Linked DNA regions of Sus scrofa: region 1 is linked to region 2. A link is a contact called in public HiChIP or PLAC-seq data. All regions are on one chromosome and are shown on one strand. The core of a region is the stretch at or near the end of the contact, and the rest is flanking DNA. Distances in the headings are between cores, read along the strand shown.

Region 1 (6,104 bases), core at 2-2,501, 100 kb before region 2:
TTTTTGCAATCACCAGGTGTCAGGAGTAAGATCATAGGCAGCTGTCCTAGTAACAAGAATCCATCCGTAACCCAGGGAGAGGATGTCAAGTCCAGGACACTAGAATCTACCAGCACCTCCAGGGAATGGTAATGATGTGGCCTCTGTATGGACCAGGAATGCAGGACCCTGGTACAGTCTGTATACGCTCTCCCAAGCAAGGGTTCAAAAGAACCAAAAAGCAACAGGTCGCTGGTGAGCGCCCAACATTCATTCAGCGTGAAGGCCTTGCCTCAAATAAAAGACCTGAGTGTCCCAGGGTGTCCCTGCTCTGTGTATTGACATCTGACATTTGATGAGTGCCTGCAGAGCTCCAGACACCATCCTAGGCCCTCGTTTTATCTGTAAAACTCCCTGTCATTATGTCCATTTTAAAGATGAGAAAACTGAGGCAGAGGAAGGTTAACTAACTTGCCCAGGTCACAGAGCTGCTAAGTGATGGAGTTGAGACTCAGAGTGTCTGACTCCAGAGCCTTTTTGCCCATGTACCTCGCAGTCCTCATGCTCACCTTTCACCCTGGAAATGCAATAGCAACACCTGTTCTGATAAGACCCCATGGAACCGCATCACTGTCCTTTTCCTCCCTGCAGCTACATCAGCAAGGTAGACGTGCTGAATATTTTAGTTGCTGCCGCCTATCGCCACGTGCCATCTCTGGATCAGATCTTGCAACCGGCTGCGGTAACCAGGCTAAGGAACCAGCTCTTGGAAGCAGAGTACTATCAACTGGGCGTTGAGGTGAAGCTCTGACCAGGCTGACATCTACCCCGCTGCAACGAGTTACCTTTGCCTAACCTTGCGGATGGGAACTGCCACCTCCTCAGTTGTCCTTGGCCACAGGGAGCATCTAGGGTGACCAGTTTGCCCGTGTGGGAGGAATAGCAGGTGCAGGGGTCGGGAGGGAGATGATTGGCAACAAGGGGATAGGCTAGGTCTTTGGAAGGCTCAGGCCTGGCTGTAGGTACCCCTCCTAAGAGAGCAGCTTTCCCTCCAGGTCTCCACAAAGACTGGCCTTGATACCACTGGGGCGTGGCACGCGTGGGGCATGGCCTGCCTCAAAGCTGGAAACCTCACCGCTGCACGGGAGAAGTTCAGTCGCTGTCTGAAGCCCCCTTTCGACCTCAATCAGCTGAGTCATGGCTCCAGACTGGTACAGGATGTGGTCGAGTATCTGGAGTCCACGGCGAGGCCACTCCTGTCCGTGGTAAGAGCACGTGAGCAGAGCATCAGCTCAGAGTGGGAGGCCCGGGAGCAGTAAAGGCCTGGGGAAGGGATCAGCCTCCATCCAGCTGACAGCAGCAGCCCTGGCTCTGAGCTGTCAGGTTTGGATTTTGTTCTTCCCATTATATATGGTCAGATAAGTAATAAAGAGTCAATCTTCTTTTTTGAAAAAAGAAAATATAGGGAGTTCCCTGGTGGCAGAGCAGGTTAAGGATCTGGTATTGTCACTGCTGTGGCTCAGGTTGCTGCTGCAGTGTGGGTTCAATCCCTGGTCTGGGAACTTCCACATGCCATGGCTGTGACCAAAAAAAAAAAAAAGGGGGGGGACACTACGGAAAGCTGCTTTTAAAACAATGAAAATCACTTATAATCCTATACCCAGACTTTGGCAGTATTTAGATTTTGGCAAGTATTTTGTTATTTTTTGAATTAAATTGTGTTATACAGTTGATAATATCTATAATGTTACATCCTGCCTGTTTCCTACCCATAAAACTGCAGAGTGGGAGTTCCCCTTGTGGCTCAGCAGAAATGAGCCCTGCTAGGATCCATGAGGATGTGGATTCGATCTCTGGCCTCGCTCAGTGGGTTAAGGATCTGGCATTGCCATGAGCTGTGATGTAGGCCACAGACGAAGCTTTGATCCCTTGTTACTGTGGCTGTGGCATATGCTGGCAGCTGCAGCTCCGATTAGACCCCTAGTGTGGGAACTTCCTTATGCCAAGGGCACAGCCCTAAAAGGACACACACGCAAAAAAAAAAAAAAAAAAAAACTACAGAGTGGGCTTTTTTCTACCTTGTTAAGCCATCTTTGAAAGCAATATTCTCGGAGGCTGGGCGTTTCCTGAGTGGCACTCTTCCCTCATACCCTCTCCTCTCTTGGTAGCAAGATGACGATTACCTGGCCACCTTGAAAGAGCTGGAAGCTACACTTCGGACCCAGAGCCTCTCTCTGGAGGTGATTCCCGAAGGGAAGATCATGAACAACACCTACTACCAAGAATGCCTCTTCTACCTGCATAACTACAGCACCAACCTGGCCATCATCAGCTTCTACGTGCGGCACAGCTGCCTCCGGGAGGCCCTGCTGCACCTCCTCCATAAGGTGGGACATGCAAACGTGGCACTGCTGGCTTGACCCACCTGACTTTCAGGGCTTTAACCCCCCCTTATACTTAACCCAGGGTTGAGCTATGAGACCACCTCTGGCACAGTCAGGTCCCAGTGGAAGATTCTGTCTAACCACATCACAGTTGGATGAGTGTGCATTAAGTCTTCACCTGAATCTCAGATTGCCCTTCTTCTCCTTTTTAATTTTTTTATTATAGTTGATTTACAGTGTTCTGTCAAATTCTTCTATACAGCAAAGTGACCCAGGCATACATCTATACACACTCTTTTTCTCATATTATTTTCTGTCATGCCCTATCATAAGTGATTGGATCCAGTTCCCTGTCTACACAGCAGGACCTCATTGCTTATCCATTCTAAATGTAATAGTTTGCGTCTATGAATTGCAAACTCCCCATCCATGCCATTCCCTCATCTTCCCCCTTGGCAACCACAAGTCTGAGCTTCATGTCGGTGAGTCTGTTTCTGTTCTGTAGATAGATTCATCTGTGCCATAGTTTAGATTCCACATATAAGTGATATCATACGGTACTTGTCTTTCTCTTTCTGACTTACTTCACTTAGTGTGAGACTCTCTCTTTCCATCCATGTTGCTGCAAGTGGCATTATTTTGTTCTTTTTTATGACTCAGTAGTATTCCAAGATTACCCTTCTGATTGTCAGTGACAGATGTTATCCCTTCTCCCCAAATGTATAGCAGAACCACATGATAGCTCAGAGCATGGTCTCTGGAATAAGATGCTTAGTGTGTGACTGTGGACAAATTGCTTAACCTCTCTGTTTCCACACACCTCCCACCTGCCCTGGGATCGTGTCCTGCTACTGACCCAGCTGCTCATCCACTCAGAGTTGTTACTGCAAAGGCCAGGAAGCACCCAAGGCACAGATCCTTTATTTGGGCCTCAAGAGTCTCATGGGATGAGAGTGTGCTCTCCTTTCCTCCCCACCTCACATCCTCTGCCCTCCTCTCACAGGAGGCCAAGGCACCCTGAAGTACAGTATTTCTTTGGAGCTATGGTTAAGCCAAGTCAGGACTTGGCTTGACCCTTTGGCCTTCCCTTTTTTATTGGAATATCCCATGAAAATTTTCTGAGGAATTGACCGATTCGTACAAAATTTCATATAAAATTAAAGGAATTCGACTTACACTTTAGTTTCGGTCTGCTGCCCTCATCCAAAATGGCAGCTAGTGAAAGCTTACAGATGGTAAACTTCTCAGCATTTCTCCAGGTGAGTCAACAGTACACAGAGTATGATAACTGTACCTGCTACAGGACAGTGAAAGGGCAATATTTTCATACTGCCATAGCTACTGTGTCTTAACTATTAATCGGCTCCCAATACCATCGTAAAAATTATATTATTTGGTGTTTAATTCCTAACCTTTTTCCTTTTCCTCGGTTTCCAAATGAGCTGTGAGGTGAAACTGCTTTACCCCACCCAGTTCTGTTTCTTCTAACTGATGACCAGTCCAGAGCGTTAAGCTGCTTACTTACTTATTTCGGTATAAGCTGACGACAGCACTGCCCCCGCTTTACATTAGTCAGAGCTAGGAGAAAAGTCTTCTTTTTATCTCTTGTAATCACAGCTACCCGTGAACTGAAATATCTTACCTTCTCAAGCAGGTGGGGAACAACAGGAAAAAAAGCAAAACAAAAAAACATTGTGCAAACTGACTAAATGCCAGAACATGGAAGATGTGGTGTTTCTAGCCCTATTCTTTGCTTTTTCACCACTTACCACCACACTATCCCAGAGTGGGCTTTTCAAAACATAATACATATTATTTATGTTATTCCTAATTCATGTTATTCCTGTTTCTCTAAAAGGTGGGTCCTTCATGGCCACAAGATGAAGTCCAGATTCCTTATGAGTACAGGACCCAGCAGGACCAGCTCCCCATATTTCTCCAGTTTATTCTCACTGCAAATCCTATCTGTGCTTTATAGTCCAGACCTGCTGGATTACTTAAATTTTCCTGCCTGTACCTTGCACTTTCTTATGTCCATGAGTCTGCACTGCTGATCACCCTGCCTAGAAGGCCAGACCCCTCCTTGTTTTCTTGAAACACTCCTGTTTATTCTTCCAGACCCTCTCTGTTGAGCCTTTACCTCTTCCTATAACCACCACTGTACCTAGAATATAGCTCTGTTATTGCATAAGAATCGCAACTGTTCATTTATAGTTGTGTTTTCCCACCTGGACCGAGGAGACCCATGTTTACCTTATCTGGTGTCTTAGGCCCTAGTGCTGGTTATGAATGAGTGAGTGGATAGATGAATGGATGAAACAGAAGCTCTTAAGGGGTCGCTCTCCTGAGGAATTCCAGCTTTCCAATGTAGCTGATCCCCCTGTTTCTTAAAATGTGTCTTACAACTTTTGGGTTAGGTTTAAGTTTTTAGGAAAAGCCAAAATTGGGAAAGGGGCCCTCACTCACCCCAGATGTTCTCAAAACCCAGGTCCCCTCCACTTTTAGACGGCTTGTGCCCAGTGCAAGGCCGGCATGGCTATCCCACCCTGAGTTTATAACCATCCTTTACTCCCCATTCCTTACTCCTAATCTAAAGTCTAAAGGGCCAGATGATTTTCTTTCTATGACGATGGAATGGGGGTTTATGACTCAGGGTCTCTGATGAACTTCAGAAGTGAGAGTATGAGTACATGTGTCTACTTTCCTGAGGCGTTGGTCCATGATGTTTCTCATGTATTCATTCATCCAAGAAATAGTTATCAAATAGCTAAGGACTATCTTGGGCACTAAAGTGACAACAGTGGGGGGAAAAAATCAGGCAAAAATAGCTGCTCTTACAAAACTTACATTATAATAGGGAGAGAGACAATAACAAAAATGAAATATGCAGTGTAGCTGGTGAGTAAAAAGAAAAAGTGGAAGAGAAGGAATGGGAAAATTGTGCAATTTTAGACAGGATGCCCAGGACGACATCTGAGGAAAGGCCTAGGAGGGGAGTGAACCATGTGGATTGTGGGGGATGTGGTCCAGGCTGAGAGCAAGCGCAAAGGCCAGGGTGGCTTGAGCAGAGTGAGCTGAGGAAAGGGTGGTGACAGGTAAAGTCAGAAAGCTAACAGGGACCAGATCATATAGGGCCTTATAGACATTATGAGGACTTGGGCTTTGTGCTGAGTGAGACGAAAAACCACTGGAAGATTTGGGGCAGAGTAGTCACATGATGTCTTTTAATGGAATCACTCAGGTTGATTGGTTGACATGAGATTTAACAAAAAAGAGGCAGGAGTGAAAGATGGTGGACCGGAGAGGAGACCCTTGCAGTCTTCCAGGCAAGTGGTTATGATGACTGGGCTAGGGTAGTGCATAGAAGGGGTGAGAAGTGGCCAGCTACATTCAGATACTCTGTATTTCGAGATGGAGACAAGAGAATTTGCTAATGACTTTTTTTTTTTTTTTTTTTGGCCACCACTGCAGCATGTCAAGTTCCCAGACCAGGGATCCAACCTGCGCCATAGCAGTAATGATGCCAGATCCTTAACCTCTAGGCCACCGGGGAGCTCCCACTAATGATCCTTAACTGCTAGGCCATCAGGGACTCCCCGCTAATGTTGGGGTATGAGTGAAAGATGGCTACAGTTTTTGGCCTGAACAAGTAGAAGAACAAAATTGCCATCTGAGAAAGGGAAGATTGTCGTACAGCAGATGAACAAGAAACAATCAAGAGTGCTGGAGTTCCAGTTGTGG
Region 2 (5,664 bases), core at 1,645-4,144:
CTTAGCCAAAAGGAAAAGATACCTTTCCCTCGCTGACACATAGAAATGCTAGACAAGATATAACCCCAGACTTCTGATTCAGAGCTGAACTCATTAGTAATGAAGGGAAATCCTCAAGAGGCAGAAACAAAAAGTGAATTCAGAAAGTCATAGCAGTGCAAAAGAGCTAAAGCCAAAAATCTCTTAGATGTACAAGAACTCAGTATGGGCTTTAAGGTCTGGTGGCCAAATACCCATACAGGGATAGGAGATGAGACCTCAGGGTGCTGAGGGCTGTGTTGCTCTGTCTGAGGCTCCACACGAGATTGTGATTCACAAAAAGCTACCTGGTCCATAGTACCAGGCTTTTAAAAAAAAATCCAGGCCACCAGCTCAGGGATATGACATAGAAGCTTATCCTCTCTTTAGAACATGAATGGATAAAGGGTCATCTGCAAGAAATTAGAACTTCAGGCTGGCATCATTTGTTGGGGGGGGGGGATTTTTTTTTTTTGGTTTTTATTTATTTTTGTCTTTTTAGGGTTGCACTGGCGGCATATGGAGGTTCCCAGGTAGGGGTTGAATCGGACTGTAGCCACTGGCTTACACCACAGCCACAGCAATGCCAGATTCAAGCCCCTCTGCAACCTACAATGCAGCTCACGGCAATGCTGGATCCTTAACTCACTGAGGGAGGCCAGGGATCGAACCTGTGACCTTGTGGATACTACTCGGGCTCATTACCGCCGAGCCACAACAGGAACTTCCTGTGGGGGGGATTTCATTCACTCTATCAAATGGTGTAAGAAACTTGAGCTGAGAAGTTAACATAAAGCCCTATAGAATCTCATCAAAAGCAAGTACAAGAGTACTCTGTAGGCTTCCTCCCTCATAACCCAGGGATCTAAGCCTCCCAGGAAAAACAGCTGCCACTGATAAACACTTTTAGTCAGAAACTACAAAGCATGTGAGAAAATAAGCCATAAGAGAGAGTTGGCAGATGCAACACAGAGGTGAAACCACTGTTTCTTCGGGGACCTGAATCCCAGTGGCAGGGAGGCACACAAAAAATCCTTTTTTCTTTTGCTTTGGCATTTCCTGCTCAGCTTGGGAAGTCTTGCTGTTGGGAGAGATAGACAGAACCCTTCCCCAAAGCAGGTAGTAGCTCCTGAATTGGAAAGGTTGGAAAGGCCTTTTGGTAGTGTCAAGTGGAATTTTGCCCTGTAGTGAAAGTATATAGGATTCAACTAAAGTCCTAAAATGAAAAACAATACAAAATAAGTACGAAGGGAAAATAGCGGAAAGATGGAAGCCATGGATCCCCATTTCAAAGCCTGGGTGTGGGGTGGATTTGGAAGGTGTAACTGCTGTGGCTGCCCACCTCCACACTCCATCTCCTCTTCCTGCAGAAGAAAAGCATCTCCACATTTTGATCAACAATGCAGGAGTGATGATGTGTCCTTACTCCAAGACAGCAGACGGCTTTGAGACGCACATGGGAGTCAACCACTTAGGTGAGAAATCTTGTCTCGTCACAAAGCTACAGGGAAACTGAAGTTCTCCTTGGAAAACTTAGGAGTCATATTGAACCTTTTTTGTGGTGTGATTGGACCCCTGGGCCATAATGGACCATAGATGTATAATAAAAGTGTGGTCCTGCCTAAAAGCTCAGGGATTAACTTGAGGCTCCCTGGAGGGTCTTCCTACTTTTTAATCTGTGGTTAAGATTTAATTTCCCCTAGAATGTTTTTGAAGAAGCTGACTGGATTAGGGGCTGTGTTGCTTTATTTGTAGTGATCCCTGTGGTCAGCTTCAGGTAGAGAGGCCACCTGTCCTTAAAGAGTGATGCTAAAGTTGGAACAAGACAAGACTTCATATTGATATTCACATTCACATAATCCAGTCCTATGTTATAGGAAGGATGTCTTAAGTCTTTGATTGTTTCTATTTTCCTAAACACTCCCTGAACTTGTTCTGTCGTTGATAATGAAATAATGAGGCAAAAAGCCTTATTCCGTTTTGTTTTGTTTTTTTTTTTTTTTTTGGCTGCACCCATGGCATACAAAAGTTCCTGGGCCAGGTAATTCAACCTGAGCCATAGAAGTGACCTGAGCCACAGCAGTGACAATGCCAGCTCCTTAGCCTGCTAGGCCACCAGGGAACTCCAAAAAGCCTTATTCTTTAATTCTCTCCCTGCTATATATAGCTGAGCCTTGCTCACCACTGCTCCCTTCACCCTCACATTGGCCCTGACCTCTGTTAATTCTAGTTTTTCTCATAGGTCACTTCCTCCTGACCCATCTGTTACTAGAGAAGCTGAAGGAATCAGCCCCATCAAGGGTAGTGAATGTGTCTTCCTTAGCACATCACATGGGAAGGATCCACTTCCATAACCTGCAGGGTGAGAAGTTCTACCATGCGGGTCTGGCCTACTGTAACAGCAAGTTAGCCAATGTTCTCTTCACCCAGGAACTGGCCCGGAGGCTAAAAGGTAGGCTTAGAAGAATGAGTGCTTGGAACATGATAATGTGAGAAAAAAGAAGTATACATGTATGTGTAACTGGGTCATCATGTTGTACAGTGGAAAATTGACAGAACACTGTAAACCAGCTATAATGAAAAAAAAAATAAAAATCATTACATAAAATTTAAAAAAAGGAAAAAATGAGTGTTGAGATACAAATCAATGGAGATATAAAAGGCATGGGAATGGGAACTGTTTCCTGGAGCCCATCCCCTGGGCGGGACCTGCTTCCACCTGGGTTTGGTTTTAGTTAAAGAGCTCACACCTGAATATTGGAGATAGCTGGCAGGTGATGGGGAAATTCTGACTTTGAGTCTGAAGGCTTGGCTTTAGCACTCTAGCTGCATGACCTGCAGCAAGTTGCTTAACTTGTCAAGACTTATTTCCTCAAATGTAAAATGGGGCTGCTTCATAGGTTATTATCATGATTAATGCAAGCTTCATGAGCAAGTCATGGTTTTTGACTCATAGTGAAACTAGACAGAAGGGAAGGCTGAGAGTTGGCACTAACTATAGCCATTGGGATAAAAGAGGTGCTGGGATCTGGAAGGGGTCTGCCTAACAGCAAAGGGTCAAATAAGAGGGAAATGTATGTTTGGGGAGGGGAGTTATAAATAAACAGAGGTCCTTAGCATGGTCTACTCTGGATTTCCAATAAAGAGAAAGGAAATCCAAGGTGGACAATTAGAGTTGCTTAGGATTGAGGCAGGCAGAGTTCAGTCTGAAGGAATCAGACACAGGTGCCCCCCTGTTGGAACAGGCTCATCAAACCACATGGACAGCTGTGAGATGGGGAGGAAAGTCTATGCCCAGGGCATAACATCCTTTATCAGCTTGGGAAGGACCAGGGTAACTGGAAGGTGAAAACTACCCACAGGTTGATCACGGAGCAAGGATGGCCCAGAGGTAGAGAGATGGGCCCAGCTGCGAGGATGAGATGGAAGCAGAGGATACTTGAGTGAGGAAACCTAACAGGTGTGAAGGTTAAATAGCTGTGATGCAATGAAAGAAACCTGGGCATGATGCAAGAGTCATCTATTCAACAGCCATGTATTCAGTGTCCGTGCTGTTCTACACACTGGATTAGGGGCTCCGAGGTGGAGTGGTTCACATTCGGCAGGGGGGAGAGGTAGTTCACAAGTATGTATACAATGGCAGAATAAATCTAGAAATGCATGAATCATTCTCACTGTAAAAAGTTCAAATAATATGGAAGTATATAGAGGTGAAAAATCCCCTTCACCTATTCTCCTCTCTCCCCCTCCTACTTTGATCCCTTCAAGAAACCACTGTCAACAACTTGATAGACACCTTTCCAATCATTTCCTTGTGCACTTAATGTATACACTGTACGTAAGGAACTGAAATTCCAACACGATGTCTTGGAGATCTTTCCATATGGTACATTTTCCGCATTCCTTTTGTTGGCTGCATTGTGTTTCATAGTATAGATATGCCTTAGTTTATTCCTTTCCTTGGCAATATCTGGTTTGCTTTTTGTTGTTGTTTAATTTAAATGGTGACAAATGCTCTAAAGGGGAATTACAAGGACCTATAGTGGGTTGGGGGGCAGTGGCGGGACCCTTATTCAGTCTGAGGGCTCAGGGAAGACTTTTCTGAGGGAGTGCGTTCCGGGCTGAGGCCTTGCAGGATGATTAGAAATTAAATGGGTTATAGTGGGAGTTGGGTGAGGCAGCAGAGGGGGCGGAGGAACATTCCAGGTGAAAGGAAGAGTCTGGGCTCCACTTGAGAAAGTGAGACAAGACCTTCATAGTTAGAATGTAGAAAGCAAGAGGAATGGAGGTCTGAGCTGAGATTGGTGAGGCAGAGGTGAACTCCATAGGGGCCACGGTAAGGATCAGTGTTTATTCTAAGAACATTGCAAAACCTTTAAAATGAAAGCCTTTTTAAAGATAGGGGCAAGAGTGCATGCAGCACATGATTTCGGTGGTTGGGGTAAGAAATAAGGTTAGCTTAGACCGTGGTGGTGGAGATGGAGGGTAGTGGACACTGCTGAGAGATATTTAGGATGTGAAAACCAGAGTGCTCGTTGGCTGGAGGTGCATGGTGAGATGGGGAATTCTTAAAAACTGGTCCTTTATGCCTGCCTCCTTAAAAGAACCAGGTTTCTTTCACTGGTTCTTTCAACAAGTCAGGCAAACACTGTTAGAACCAGGTTTGGCCTTAAATATATGAAGTCAATTTGGACCTCTGAGTCTGCATTACTATGGGTCATCTAGAATAGACATCAAGTGGAAAATAATGCAAGTTCACAGTCCTTTATCTGCGATTGTGAAATCCATAAAGACCTGAAAATTCAGTTTTTTCATAAGCTTGATAAAAACTTCACCTGTACTAGGGAGAGTAGGTAATAGACATTTATATGTATATTATATATGTATATACATATATACATGTATATTATATATATATATATATATAATTGAATTATCTTTATAAACTCAGGGAAAAAAATTGGAATCATTTCTGATCCCAAAGTTTCTAGAAAAGAAAAATTGGTCCTGAAATAGATATCATTTAGCACTTACTATGCGCCAGACACTATTCTAAGCTCTTTTACATAGGAACTCATTTAATCCTCAGAACAATTCTGCGAGGTGCAGATATTGTAATTATCCCCATTTTACAGATGCAGAAACTAAGTCACAACATCAGGAACTTGCCCACGGTCACACAGCGATAAAGCTGAGATTTGAAACTGGGCAGTCTGACGGCAAAAGTGAGTGTTCTAAAGTTACAAAGAGGGAGTTTAGTGAGCCATGAGAACTCTTAACATTTAAAGTTTGGGTAGAAACTAATTAACTGGTCCAGGAAACTGGAGGGAGCACCCAGAAAGTTTAGAAAAATCAGAAGTATGGAGTCATGGAAGCCAATGGAAAGGAAACTTTAGGAAGAGAATGGTCAACAATGTCAAGTGCTTCTGAGAGGTCCTGACTCTGCTGCTTCCTAACAGTTAATAACCTCTCTGAGCCTTAATCCTAATCTTTGAAATGGAGATATAAATTACTGGGAGGAGTGCTTGAGATAACATCATGGGAAGGGAGTCCACGTAGGGCAAATGTTTATTCATGTCATTTGTTCTCTTTGGCCGTTTGGCAACATCAAGTCCTGTCTTCCTTTCTCTACATGGTACCCCCACA

What was found. HiChIP or PLAC-seq counts read pairs in DNA pulled down with a chosen protein or histone mark.
Region 1: an H3K27ac HiChIP or PLAC-seq map of alveolar macrophages shows a contact between it and region 2. The contact joins two enhancer-like sites. A contact is called at or near these places in 1 of 5 promoter capture datasets (fetal liver), 3 of 47 Hi-C or Micro-C datasets (epiblast stem cells and liver) and 1 of 2 datasets of contacts at active chromatin or transcription factors (alveolar macrophages).

What each region holds. Positions count from the first base shown.
Region 1 is chr7:91,530,383-91,536,486 of Sscrofa11.1, reverse strand. ZFYVE26 (zinc finger FYVE domain-containing protein 26) reads left to right here. Exons shown (of 42, transcript XM_021099396.1): 33 at 631-778; 34 at 1,035-1,244; 35 at 2,148-2,366. Among named protein-coding and RNA genes, the nearest start is that of RDH12, 52 kb to the right of the region's middle. Within about 2 kb of position 1,251, at least 2 of the 83 cell types and tissues checked have an H3K27ac peak or open chromatin away from gene starts, as enhancers often do. A contact at or near this core is called in alveolar macrophages, where this site is marked.
Region 2 is chr7:91,432,546-91,438,209 of Sscrofa11.1, reverse strand. It overlaps RDH11 (retinol dehydrogenase 11), which reads left to right. Exons shown (of 8, transcript XM_005656347.1): 4 at 1,389-1,493; 5 at 2,261-2,470; 6 at 5,154-5,243. Among named protein-coding and RNA genes, the nearest start is that of RDH11, 17 kb to the left of the region's middle. Within about 2 kb of position 2,894, at least 2 of the 83 cell types and tissues checked have an H3K27ac peak or open chromatin away from gene starts, as enhancers often do. A contact at or near this core is called in alveolar macrophages, where this site is marked.